2 separate regions of the Sus scrofa genome follow, and region 1 is linked to region 2. The links are chromatin contacts, called in public HiChIP or PLAC-seq maps. All regions are on one chromosome and are shown on one strand. Each heading gives the region's core, a stretch centred on a gene start, on an enhancer-like site or on the middle of the called end of the contact. The rest is flanking DNA. Distances are from core to core; before and after follow the strand shown. Region 1 holds the start of ZNF133 (zinc finger protein 133). Region 2 holds the start of RRBP1 (ribosome-binding protein 1).

The links. HiChIP or PLAC-seq counts read pairs in DNA pulled down with a chosen protein or histone mark.
Region 1: a contact with region 2 is called in an H3K27ac HiChIP or PLAC-seq map of alveolar macrophages. The contact joins the promoter of ZNF133 here to the promoter of RRBP1 in region 2. A contact is called at or near these places in 1 of 47 Hi-C or Micro-C datasets (heart right ventricle) and 1 of 2 datasets of contacts at active chromatin or transcription factors (alveolar macrophages).

The regions. Positions count from the first base shown.
Region 1 is chr17:26,593,635-26,599,269 of Sscrofa11.1, forward strand. It overlaps ZNF133 (zinc finger protein 133), which reads left to right and starts at 1,943. Exons shown (of 5, transcript XM_021077593.1): 1 at 1,943-2,401; 2 at 3,599-3,743.
Region 2 is chr17:26,116,909-26,123,321 of Sscrofa11.1, forward strand. It overlaps RRBP1 (ribosome-binding protein 1), which reads right to left and starts at 3,346. Exons shown (of 24, transcript XM_021078037.1): 1 at 3,050-3,346.

The DNA.
Region 1 (5,635 bases), core at 693-3,192, 480 kb after region 2:
GACTCCACAGCCTCCACACCTTCTGGATGAAATCCACAGCCACATCCCTGACCACTACTGTTGGCTGGAAAAAATGCACAACATAAAAGTTGAGAATTATGTTTTATTCAGTGGACATACTGAGACTTAAGCTCAGGAGATAGCCTCTTAAAAAACAAACAAACAAACAAACAAACAAACAAAAAACAAAACAGAAAAACCCAGGTAGTTGGAACATCAAAAGATTACTAAAGAAAAACTAGACATCTCAAGTTAATGAATTTAGCACTTTTCTGTGTATGGGAAGATGGAAGAAATTGAAATCACTGAAATCACTCCTTTGACATGCACCTTAACTCTCTAGGGCCAGTATCCTTTTTTCTCCATTTTGAGCCCCCTCAGGGTGCACAGTTGGGGGTGACTGCAGTGGCATTCATAGTCCACATTAGCTGTGTGGATCAAGAAAGTTGCCTGCCATATCAGTAAACAAAGACTGTTGAGGCCATCAAGCTGTCAGCCACTGCAGCCACCCACTGCAGTGAAAGTCCACCTAATAAAACACAATTCTCAATTTTTAACTTGTGCATTTTTTTTTCAGTCGACACTAATCTCTTGGTGAATGACTGAGTCATGGGGTGGGGCAGAGAGGAATGGGGAGAGAGGGCTCCAAGTTAGACAATACTTTCTCCAGGGCAAGGGTTGAACTTAATTCATTACAAACAAGGCAGCCTTTGAGTGAGAGAATAGAATGGATTCATCCTCCAAGAGCTAAAAAGAAATTTTAGGAAATTCTTGTCTCTCCCTGGCTTCCCCAGTCATGTAAACATTTTCTTTCTTCCCTCTCTCCCTTCCTTCTTCTCCCCTCCCCCACCTTTTTCTTTTTTGAGTGCACTTGCAGCATATTGAAGTTCCCGGGCCAGGGACAGAATCCGAGCTGCAGCTGCAACCAATGCCACAGCTGCAGCAATGCTGATCCTTAACCCACAGCATCACAATGAGAACTCCCATGTGAATGTCTTCTTGATCTTCCTAGAGTAGGATGAATTTTTAGAAAGCACGTCTGTAGAAAGTAAAGAGAATTGAGAGGATGCCCTAGTGGACAAGCCCCTCCACAGTGAAATGGGGTGTGCTATCTGGCTCCCCAGTTGGAGTGTGCCAGATGGCATCAGTGCCACCCCGTTCTCAACCAGGACCCTGAACAAAGACCCAGGGAATTGTGAAGAAAAAAATGTTGCCTGCCATCAATCCCTGGACTGTGCACCCAAGTGGAATTGAGGAGAACAGAATACTGGCCCAAGATAGTTAAGGTATATATCAAAGCAGTAAGTTCAGTGAGTTCAGACTCTTCCATTTTCCCATGCATAGAAAGGCACAAAAATCATCACAGTTGAGTGATTTGAAGTAGTCTGATGTTCTGCTACAGGTTTTTTTCAGTAAAACCTCCTGTATATCCTGGCTCCTCTCTTAACTCTTTGGAACAGTTCTTCTGAGCTGAGAGGGTGCCCCTCAGGTTAAAGCTATCAAATAAAACATAATTTTCAACTTTTAGGTTGTGCTTTGTATTTTTTTTTCCCCAGTAGACAAAGCCAAGACAAGGGACTCAGCCCAAATCGTGGTCTAACAGTGAGGTCCCTGTCTCCTAGGAGATGGAAGAGAGATTACCCACAAACTTGTGGACTTCGAGAGAGGGAAAGGAGGGAAAGAATTTCGGGTGCACATGGGGATGTTCCGGTTGAGGGCGTGGACTCCGAACTGGGTCTGCCTTCTTCCAGCTCTGAGACCGCGGGAATACGGCCTTGACTCTCCCAGTCTCAGTCCCCGCCCCTTGGGTTTAAGTGAGGTAAATGGTTATGCGAGCACGGAACCACAGCTGGGGCTTTCTGACTCGCACTTGGGACCAGAAACCACACTTTACACCTCCGCCCACCCAGAAGCCAAACAGAGGCTCCCTTATACGTCATTTCCGGGAGCCGAGGGGCGGGCCGGAACCGATACAGAAGTCACTGCGGGGGTCGCTGGGGAGTGTAGTCTTTAACGCGGAGTTGCTGGAGAAGGCGGGTCGCGGCACAGCTAGGAAATTGTTCCCGCTATCTTCTACATGTTTTATCCACTGCTTTTAAGAAGAAAGAAGGGGAGTCACGTGACACAGGGGCCATTCTCCGGTGCTGGAGCATGTTACCCAGAAACAGCTCCCTCAGAGGCCCGTGGGAGCCGCTGGCCGGCGGCGCGTTTGGGGAGCCGCCGAGCATCCTGGGAGGTGTGGTCCCGGCGCCGGGCCGAAGATTCTGGGCAGTGTAGTCCCGGCGTCCTGCTGGAGTAGCTCCCCAGCTGGTGCCTGGAGTGACCCCTTGTTCTTTGGTGGCGCTGGTGAGTGGGGCTCCCACGAGACTTCTTCGCAGCCGTACCCTCTCCGCGCGGAAAGGTAAGTCTGGTCTGTGGGCTCGGGTTGGGACAGTGCGAGTGGCTGGGAGAGGAGGTAGTGGCGGGGACCCGCTGTCGTGGCTCAGGCCGAGCTCTCCGGGATGTCATATTTTGGGATGTGGGCGCGCATCTCCAAGGGACGTGGGTAAATTCAGCTGTAATGCCCACGGCTGGTGGGTGCTGGGCTCCGGCCTCATCCTAGGGTTCCTGTGTGTGGACATGTTCGGCTTTAGCCGAAAGAGCGATATTGGGAAAGGGGGTCGCTCATGCCACAAGTCCCCAGGTTGGGGGGGAGTTTAGTTAGTGGGCTTTTGGGGGCCTTTTATTTCCCAGGTGGTACGGTGAGGGCCGCACCTGAAGCCAGGTGTTTGGAGTTTTGGTGGGAGGAGGCTGGTAACTTGTTTGGGCCCAGCTACCCCTCGGCTTTGCTGAGGCATCCCGCTGAGGGCCGGCCGGGCTTGGCCAAACTGCCCGAGTTGGGCTGAGTGTGGGGTGGCCGGCCATTTTGGCGCAATCTTAGGGTCTCGGTTTGGCTGGTCGCCCCTGGGTTGGAGTCTTGGAGGAAGAAGTCATCTGGGGCCCCCTGGGCAGGTTTTCCAAAGGTCCTTGGGTCCGTCATTGATCACAGGAATCATGAATTAACACATCTCTGGTGTGGCAGGGCTTTGGGATTTTGAGTTCCTTTAAACGTTTTTATTGTGGAGAAATTTCAAACAAATACGTAGAACTCTATGGACCCATCACTCAGGTTTAACTATCACCTTGTGACCAATCTTGATTCACCTCAAAATGATACACTGAGAATCCTTACAACCCACAGAGCTTCGCTGTCACTGCCCTATTTGAGACCTGGTCTCCACAGTCAGATTTCATCCAGACTCTGTTACTGTATAACTGTGTCACCTTGGGCAAGAGATTGAACTCACTGTGCCTCAATTCTGTCATCTGTAAAATGAAGATAATAAATTGTACTTCACTGGGTTGTGAGGCTAGAATGAGCTAAAACTCATACAGTGCCCAGAACAGTCTCTGGTATATACTGGGTGCCCAGTGAGTAGGAACTGTCCTTATTAGGGTCAGAGGCGAGAGAGGATCAGCTCTGGCAGGGTATCAGCAGCACGTTGGGTAGGCTGTTTTCCCAGCCCACATCGGGGCTCTGTTCCCAGCAGGTTGCCCTCAGTCTTTTCTTCTGTGGCAGGTCCACTCCTGATGCCTTTCAGGAAGAGGAAACCCTACGCTGCAGGAGCTTGAGAGTTTCCACGACTCCCTGAACCTTTCAGTCCTTGTTCTGACCCCTAGCTCCTGCCTGCAGAGAGGACCACCTGGTGGGCAAAAGGACTCAGGTGGGGACAGCTTGCCTTTTGGATGCTGAAAGGGTGGGTTTTCTTCACTCAACTTTGACATCTTGTGCCTTATAAAAGCCCCATCAGGGGTCCGAGCCCCAGCTGGTTTCCCAGGAAACAAAGCTTGTTGTAAGGGTGGCCATTTTCACAGGACTGTTTTCAGACCCCGAGTCCTTCATGACCCTGCTGTTCTTGCGCCAGCATCTCTTCTCAGTGTTTTTGTTCTGACCTGCTCAACTCCCAGGGCTTGTCTGCTGTGAAGGCCTCAGCCTTCTGTTCTGTTGCATCCAGCACCCTCACTTCCTCTTCACCCTGGAACGCCTGGTAGCAAATCCTTTACCTGTAGGTCCCTCAGGGGTGACTCTTAACACATGTGGACTTCTTATTTTATTTTTTAAATGAAGTGTTCTGTGTTTACACTTTGCTTTTATTTTATCTATTTATTTATTTTTTTGTCTTTTTAGGGCCGCACTCGCGGCATATGGAGGCTCCCAGGCTGGGGGATCCAATCGGAGCTGTAACCAGCAGCCTACACCACAGCCACAGCAACGAAGGGTCTGAGCCGCGTCTGCGACCTACAACACAGTTCATGGCAACGCCAGATCCTTAACCCACTGAGCGAGGCCACAGATGGAAACCATGTCCTCATGGATGCTAGTTGGGTTTGCTAACTGCTGAGCCACAACAGGAACTCCTGGACTTCTTATTTTAATATAGCCATATAACCACAATTTCCTTGTTATACCCAACAGAAGTAGTAGTCCTTTCTCCAGTTGTTTTCAGTTTATTTGTTTGTTTGTTTTTTCCAGTCGAAACAGCTCTGATCAGGCAGGAGAGGGAGTGGTATCTGGAATTCAGTGTGGTGGCTTTCCCTGTCTGCCCCTTTTGCCCCCAGTTTCTTCTGACCTTGCAGATCCAGGTCAGCATGTGCAATTTCTGCCCTGGTTCAGCTGGGCCTCTTGAGCTTTCCTTGCCTCTTTATTCTTTCCAGACTTACCTCCTATGCAATTGGCTGCTGTGTTCTCTCAGTGTCACCGGTGCAGTGCCCTGAATCCCTTCTTCTCTCGTCTCCGCTCCTGCACCACCCTTGCTTCCTGTCTCTTCTCTGCCTTCTTATCCCTCTTTCCCCTTACCTCTTTGTTTTTCCCTTTAAGTTTTATTGAGGTATAATTGATTTACAATGTTGTGGTAAATTTCTTCTCTACACCAGAGTGATTCAGTTATACATATAAACACATCCATTCTCCCTTCACCTCTTGAGTTGGGCACCTGAGGTATAAATACTGATCTCGTGGAGTTCCCTTGGGGTGCAGCAGGTTAAGGATCTAGTGTTGTCACTGCTGTGTCTTGGGCCACTGCTGTGGCACAAGTTCAATCCCTGGCCTTGAAACGTCATCCACATGCCATGGGCATGGCTGAAAAGAAAAGAAAAAAAAAAAAAAAAACCCATCTGCCATTCAACCTACTAGAAAAAGACTTTTCTAAGCATTTGCTTCTGTCTCAACTCCAAAGTCAGACTACCTGGGTTCAAATCTCAGTTTCGCTATATCTAGCTGTGTGGCCCTGAGTCTGTGACTTTACCTCTCTGAGCCTTCTTTTCCTCCTCTGCCAATGGGGATCAGAATGGTGTCCACCTCACAGGGATGCTGGGTATGGTAACACTAGTAATGAGATTAGAGTGCCAGGTACATAAATATTAAGTAATTGTTAGAATTATTAATGCTTCTACCTTCTCCAAGTCTCCTTCCCAGTCTCCCCCCCTACTCCTCACCCTTGTTGGGTCCTGCTTTATAGCTGCGTGGACATAGGTTCCGTTGTTTGCTTTTCTTTCTCTGTGCCTCTCTGCTTCAGTATCAACTCCTGCTGAGAGCTCAGACGGGCTCCCTCTACAG
Region 2 (6,413 bases), core at 2,096-4,595:
TCCATGAGGATATGGGTTCAATCCCTGGCCTCACTCAATGGGTTAAGGATCCATTGTTGCCATGAGCTGTGGTGTAGGTCGCAGATACGGATTGGATCTGGCATGGCTGTGGCTGTAGGCTGGCAGCTGCAGCTGCAGCTCCAATTCAACCCCTAGCCTGAGAACTTCCATATGCCGCTGCTGTGGCCATAAGTAAGATTTAAAAAAAAACCAAAAAACAGTAAACCTTAAAAATCGAGTTGGGCTCAGCTTTGTTGTCCAATTAGAGAGCTGAATAACTGATGAGGAAACGTAACGAGGACAGCGTTCCACCTCATTCTGACATTCATTGCTACGGGCCAGGCCTTAACCACAACAGAAGCAGGATGTACACGTGGACAGCTCTGTCTCCACCTTCTTAATCGGACTATTATTTTTTGTCTCCTGCAACAAGATTTCGGCAAGGAAAAATCTAGATTGTCGAAAGAACTGCTGACTCTCAGCCTACGTGTCACTCACCTCCTAGATACAGCTTCTTGGATAAGAGCACAAGTAAGAAGAATCAGGTCCTGGCGTTTTTAAAAGGTGGCCCTGATACGTAATAAACCAGTATTCCAACGAAATTCCATGCATTCAACCACTCATGTGGAATGTGGTGCTGTATAATCGCTACAGCCTGTTGACTTAGGCCTCATTTCGGCAAAGAACATAACTGTTCAAATGTGACTCAAGATTCAGGATTTATTTAAAACTCTGCCATGCCCCTAAAACATTCATGTACCAAGGTACCAATCTAACTTCTTCATCTCTGTATAGATGTTCAGAGGCTGATTCCTAACTGTGAAAGAAAAGAGTTCAGTTACAACATAGCACCTCTGGCCTTACACACTGGACACTCTGTTTCTAGACCTCAAGACACCTTTCTTGTCCCCCTCTCCCCACCTTGTCCCCAGCCCCAGCCTTGTCCACAGGCCCAGAAACCCTGCAAGCCAGATATGCATGCACTGCTCTACAGCTGCCTCCAGCTTTCGTCCTCTGCTCACAGAGAGGGAAGTGGCATCCCCAGGACCTCAGAACCGGAAGCTTCTTTCTGGAAGGGAAACAAGTTGGCAGCCTAGAGTGGGGCTGACCTTTGCAGAGTTCATAAAGGAATTGAGACACTGCAGGATCACCAAGCCTTTGCCGGTGTCAGATTAACGGCAAGTTAAGATGACCGACCAAGCACAGAGGAAAGTGTCCGGGCGAAGGCAGAGTGTTCCCTGATAGACCACGCAGGGCTGCTGTAAAACAGGCAGCTCTCCTGCCTGGAGGTGCTGGACACTCAATACCCAGAGTCAGGAAGATCTCTGGCCTGGGGCCTGAGGCCCCACTGGGTCCACTTCCCCAAACTCCAGAAAAGCCATCCAGACGCCCCTGCTCTGATGGTTCCAGCACACCAGGCAAACAGTGACCTGGGAGGCTCCCCAGAACCTTTAAAGTTTCATTTCCCCAGTGCTTCCTAGTCTCTGCTGACCTCTGACCTCCAGGAATTATTGCCAAAGTGCCTAGTGTTTGCACAACGTCCCAGTTTTTCCCAGCACTTACCTGGGGGGCTTCCCGACCCTACTGTGAGTGGGTGAGTCTATCTCCAGGCTACAGATAAGGAAATCCAGGTTCAGAGAGGTTAAGAAAGCTGAGCAGAGGGTCTGTAAGCGTGGTATGAGGGTGGAATCCAGACCCTGAGACGTGGCAAGCCTGAAGTCTGCAGCAAGCAGGCTGGAGCACAACCCGGAGCCCACTTAACTCCCCAGCCCCCCAAACCCCTAGAAACTCATCCAGCAGTAACAGCCAACACTTGTTGACTACTCCCTACATGTGCTGGGTTGTCACAGCTTTTCTCTCAAATAGAAAAGATAGGCAGTCCCGTTTTTCACACGTGGAAGTGGACACTGTAGTGAAAGAGCTTGGCCGAGGTCACTCTCAAAGGTGCTAGGCTTTCAGAGGCGCATTCCCTTTAACCCTGACACCACAGCGAGCTACCATTTGCGACCTATAATCTGGGGAGAGGTCCCCAAGGCTTCCCAGATGCTTCACTGGAAGCGCAGACCCCATCCCGCCTTCCCCTGCCCAGGGCGCGGCCAGGGAGCCTGGCGGCCCTGGGCGGGCGCCAGGCCGGGTGCCAGCGTGCTTGGCCGGCCGGGCCGGAGATGCCGCTTCCGCCTGGGCCTGGCACCGCAAGTCCATTCATCGTGGCGCGAAGGGGCGGGCCAGGAATGGCTCGGGGTGCCCCAGTCCCCGCGCCGGGAGCCCTCGCGCCTGGGTTCGCGCAGCCCGGCCGGGGAAAAGGCGCCCCCGGCCCCACCGCCAGGGGGAGCAGGGAGACGCCTCCAGCACTTCGGGAAGTTGCCACCGCGGCCGCCGGGCGTCCGGACCTGGACCGTCCCGGTCCCCGCACGGCGTCCCCCGCAGCCCTAAGTCCCCTGCCCGCCCCGTCGGGGCCGCCCGGACCCCGCCGCGCCCCCGGGTCGCAGCCTGCAGCCAAGCGCTCTCACCCGGCGGGGGCCCCCATTCAATCCCGCCCCCTCCCCCCGGCCGGCCTCCGCCGCCTTCCGCCCGCCCCCCCACCCCCTCCAGCCCGGACTCCAGCCCGGCAACGTCATCCGGCCGCTTCCCGAAACTTAACCCCTTCCTTCGCCAGCTGTGGGCCGCCCCGCCCCGCCGCCAACTTTCTTCACCCAACTTCGGTGCGCGCCAGCCGGCCCGACGGCCCGGCGGGGAAGGAGGGGTGGCCACGTCGCGCAGCGGGGCCGCCGCAGGTCCAGCCGACGGCGAGGGGCGTGGGGTCCACACTGCGGACGCGTTCGGCCGACGCCCCTGCACGGGGTTCGGTTCAGCACACGCCCCCCCCCCCAGGCCTGTCCCAACCCCGAGGGTCCACGGCCATAGCGACGGCGGGCGGCGCCGCCGGGGGAGGGGCCGCCAAGGAGACGTGTCACTCGCGGCGCGGCCGGCCCCGGCCCCAGCCTCGGCGCCCCGACGGCCCAGCCCGCGAGCCGCAGCTACTGCTGCAGGGCCGGGCCAAGTTTCTTACCTGCAGCGGGAGACGCGGGAGGGAGAGCGAGAGGGCAGGAGCCGCCGCCGCCGCCGCCGCCGCCGCGAAACCGGGAAAGAGGAGACGGCTGAGCCTCCGCCGAAAAGCCGCTTCCGAGCAGCTGCAGGCGCCGCGACCTCGACGCCGCCCGCCCCGTCTGCCGTCCGCTCCGGCCGCTCGCTGGCTGCGTGCGCGCGTGTGGAGTCGTGGCACTTTCTGCCTCGGAGCTGGCGAACGGCCCCCTCCGCCAGGATCGCCGCCTCCTGCCTTCCCCACCCGGGCCAGCCATTCATCGAGTCGCCTCTCCCCATTGGTCCGCGCCCCGCCACTCTGCCTGTCGCTGGCCAGTCAGAACGCGGGAAGCCGAGACGCTGCGGCGGCCATTGGGCGGAGAGGAGGGTCTCCGCCTCGGCCAATGGGAGAGGGGAGGAGCTGCGGGGAGTCGCGGGGGCGGGGCCATGGAGGGGCGGAGCCGAGCGGCGCGACGCTCGGGCCGGCGCGGGGGCGGGGCGGGGCCGGAACGCCCAGCCAAAAGGGGGAGGGGGCGCCGGCCGGCCCCGCCCACTCCGGGCCCTCGGCCCTGCTTGCAGTCACTGTCAGGGGGCCGGCTCTGACCCAGCTGGACCCGGAAGGTTCGAATCCCGGCGGCGCTGCGCCTGCGCCCCTGAACCCCTCCAGGCTGAGGTGGCGGTGGGTGTCACCCTGAGCAGGGTTGCGCAACACAGGAACAGCCGCGAGAAATGCTTTATTTAAAACCAGCTAACTGCCCCCGCAGCAGCGCCCCCTCCGGGCCCTGGATGTGAGGACAAGTTCTGCTGGCGGTCAGTCCCGAGAGGGCACGTCGCTATCTTCAAAGATATTTCAGTCAGCACCAGAAGGAATTTTCCTGAGTAAATGGAGGAATCGGGGGCGGAAAGGCCAGATGGTGCACAAAGAATGGAGGTGAACGTCAGTGCACCCATTTTTAGGGAGGGTACAACTGAGGCACAGTCTGAGTTACTCGTCCAAACCACAGCTGGCAGAACAATAATTGCAATTCTATTTAGGGCGTTTTACTCTTTGCAATGGAGAGGGTGAAAGGGCCTGACCCAGATAAACTCACCCACTTCCCAGAAAACTGAGCAAATGGTACTTCGTTACAAGACTTCCTCCCCCCCTTCCACCCAAGTAAGCCAACACTCTTCATAACCAAATAAGACTTTCAATTAAGATAATTTTAGGCCTGCTTTTTAACCATTCTCTCAGTGTCTCTTAAAGCTAACTCTGAACATTGAGCCAAAACCAGTTTCTTTGAAATTAAGGTTTTCTGAGAGGCCAAAGGGCGGCTGCCAGCTAATCTGCTCCATACCACTTCTCCCCAACCCCCTGGCTGCAGAACCTCTTCCTAATATCTGTTTCTTAGACAATTTCCCGTACCCCCTTCCCCTTTGAACAAGTTGTTGGAAAGATGTGGAAATAAGTCATCATGAGGAAATAAAGAGCAGCTGAGTTGAAATTAACCATTCATTCCTATTTTTAATCTCAGCAGTTCCCTAGCACATTAATGATTAATCAATAGGAATTAACCTGGGTTAGCTTTTGACATTCAGTCTTTTTCCAGTGGTGAGCCCCAGCTTGACATGAAAGTCAAGAATCCCAGTTTTGGAGTTCTTGTTGTCGCTCAGCGGGTTAAGAATCCGCCTAGTATCTGCAAAGATGTGGGTTTGATCCCTGGCCTTGTTCAGTGGGTTAAGGATCTGGCATTACTGCAAGCTCTGGTATAGGTCACAGCTGCAGCTTGGATCCTAAGTTGCTGTGGCTGTGGTAGAGGCTGACAGCTGCAGATCTGATTTGACCCCTCCCTAGCAAAGCCAGGAACTTCCATAGGCTGTGGGTGTGGCCTTAAAATGAAAAAAAAAAAAAAAAAAGACGAAGAATCCCAGTTTCTGGCTGGCATATGTTACCAGCTAGTTCTAATTGATCATGGGTAAACCAGTTAACCTTTCTGAACTCGGGTGTACTCTTTTAGGACAATTGTTCCACTCTCTGCATTTTAGAGAGGAGATTCATTCATTCATTCATTCATTCTTTCATTCATTCACCTGTGTTTGTTGAGTGCCTAGAATTCACTGCCAGGTTGGGCAAGCAGCTGGAAGTGATACACAGACCTAGTAAAGACCCAACAGCCCTTGGAGGCCTTGTTGTGGGCAGAGACCCCCTTCATCTTATTCACACTATTTAGGTTTTCCCAGAAGCAGATTCTGACCATGTATGTTTGGATGCAAGCAGATCCTGATAATTTGGGGGGTGATCACAGGAAACATTGGTAGAAAAGCGGGATGGGAAGAAGCAGATAGAGCACAGTGCCACAGAGTTCCCACTGTGGTGCAGCAGGATCAGTGATGTCTCTGCAGCGCCAGGACACTGGTTTGATCCCCAGCCTAGCACAGTGGATTAAAGGATCTGGCACTGCTGTCATAGGTTGCAACTTAGCTCACTCCTTTCTTTGAGGATAGGAACTAGAAGGGGCATTTACTTCTCAGGGTGGTGGTTGAAACAAAAGAAAACAAGCAGAAATATACAAGTTCTCTCAAAGGCTTAGGACTGGGGTTGCTTCTACCTCATTCTATTGATCAAAGCATGTCACATGGATAGGCCCAGATTCAAGGGGAGAAGAAGTATGGACAGGGATGAAGAAATGGCACCACTGATGCAATCTACCACTGAGTCCAAGAAAGACAGGTGGATAAGGTAAATAGAGGACGGGTTCATGGAGAGGAGAGAATTTCAAGAAGTAAAGAATGGTGAATACTGTTTGGAGTTTCCCATCATGGTTCAGAAGGTTAAGAACCTGACTAGTATCCATGCAGGTTTGATCCCTGACCTTGCTCAGTGGGTTAAGGATCTGGCCTTGCTGCAAGCTGCAGTGTAAGTTGCAGGTGTGACTTGGATCCGGCATTGCCGTGGCTGTGGTGTGGACTCCAGCTGCAGCTCCGATTCAGCACCTAGCCTGGGAACTTCATATGCCCAGGTGCAGCCCTAAAAATGAAAAAAAAAAAAAAAAAGAAAGAAAGAAAAAGAATGTCGAACACTGTTAAAGGCAGCCTGGAAACCCAGCAAGAAGAAGACTGGATTATGTGTTAAACATGGCCACTCAGATATCACCAAGGACTTTCGGGAAACAGGGGTTTTTTGCGGGGGAGCAGGTGAAAAGGTGGCCACTGAAGTGCAGAGAGCTGAGAAGAGAATGGTGCAGTGGGAAGTGCAAGGAGGGGAGTGGAAGCAGGGTGCACCTATTCCTCCAACAAATGAATCAACTCAGTACCTACCATGCAGGTACTGTCAGTCACTAGGTGATGGGGAGATAGCCATAAACAAGGCAAAG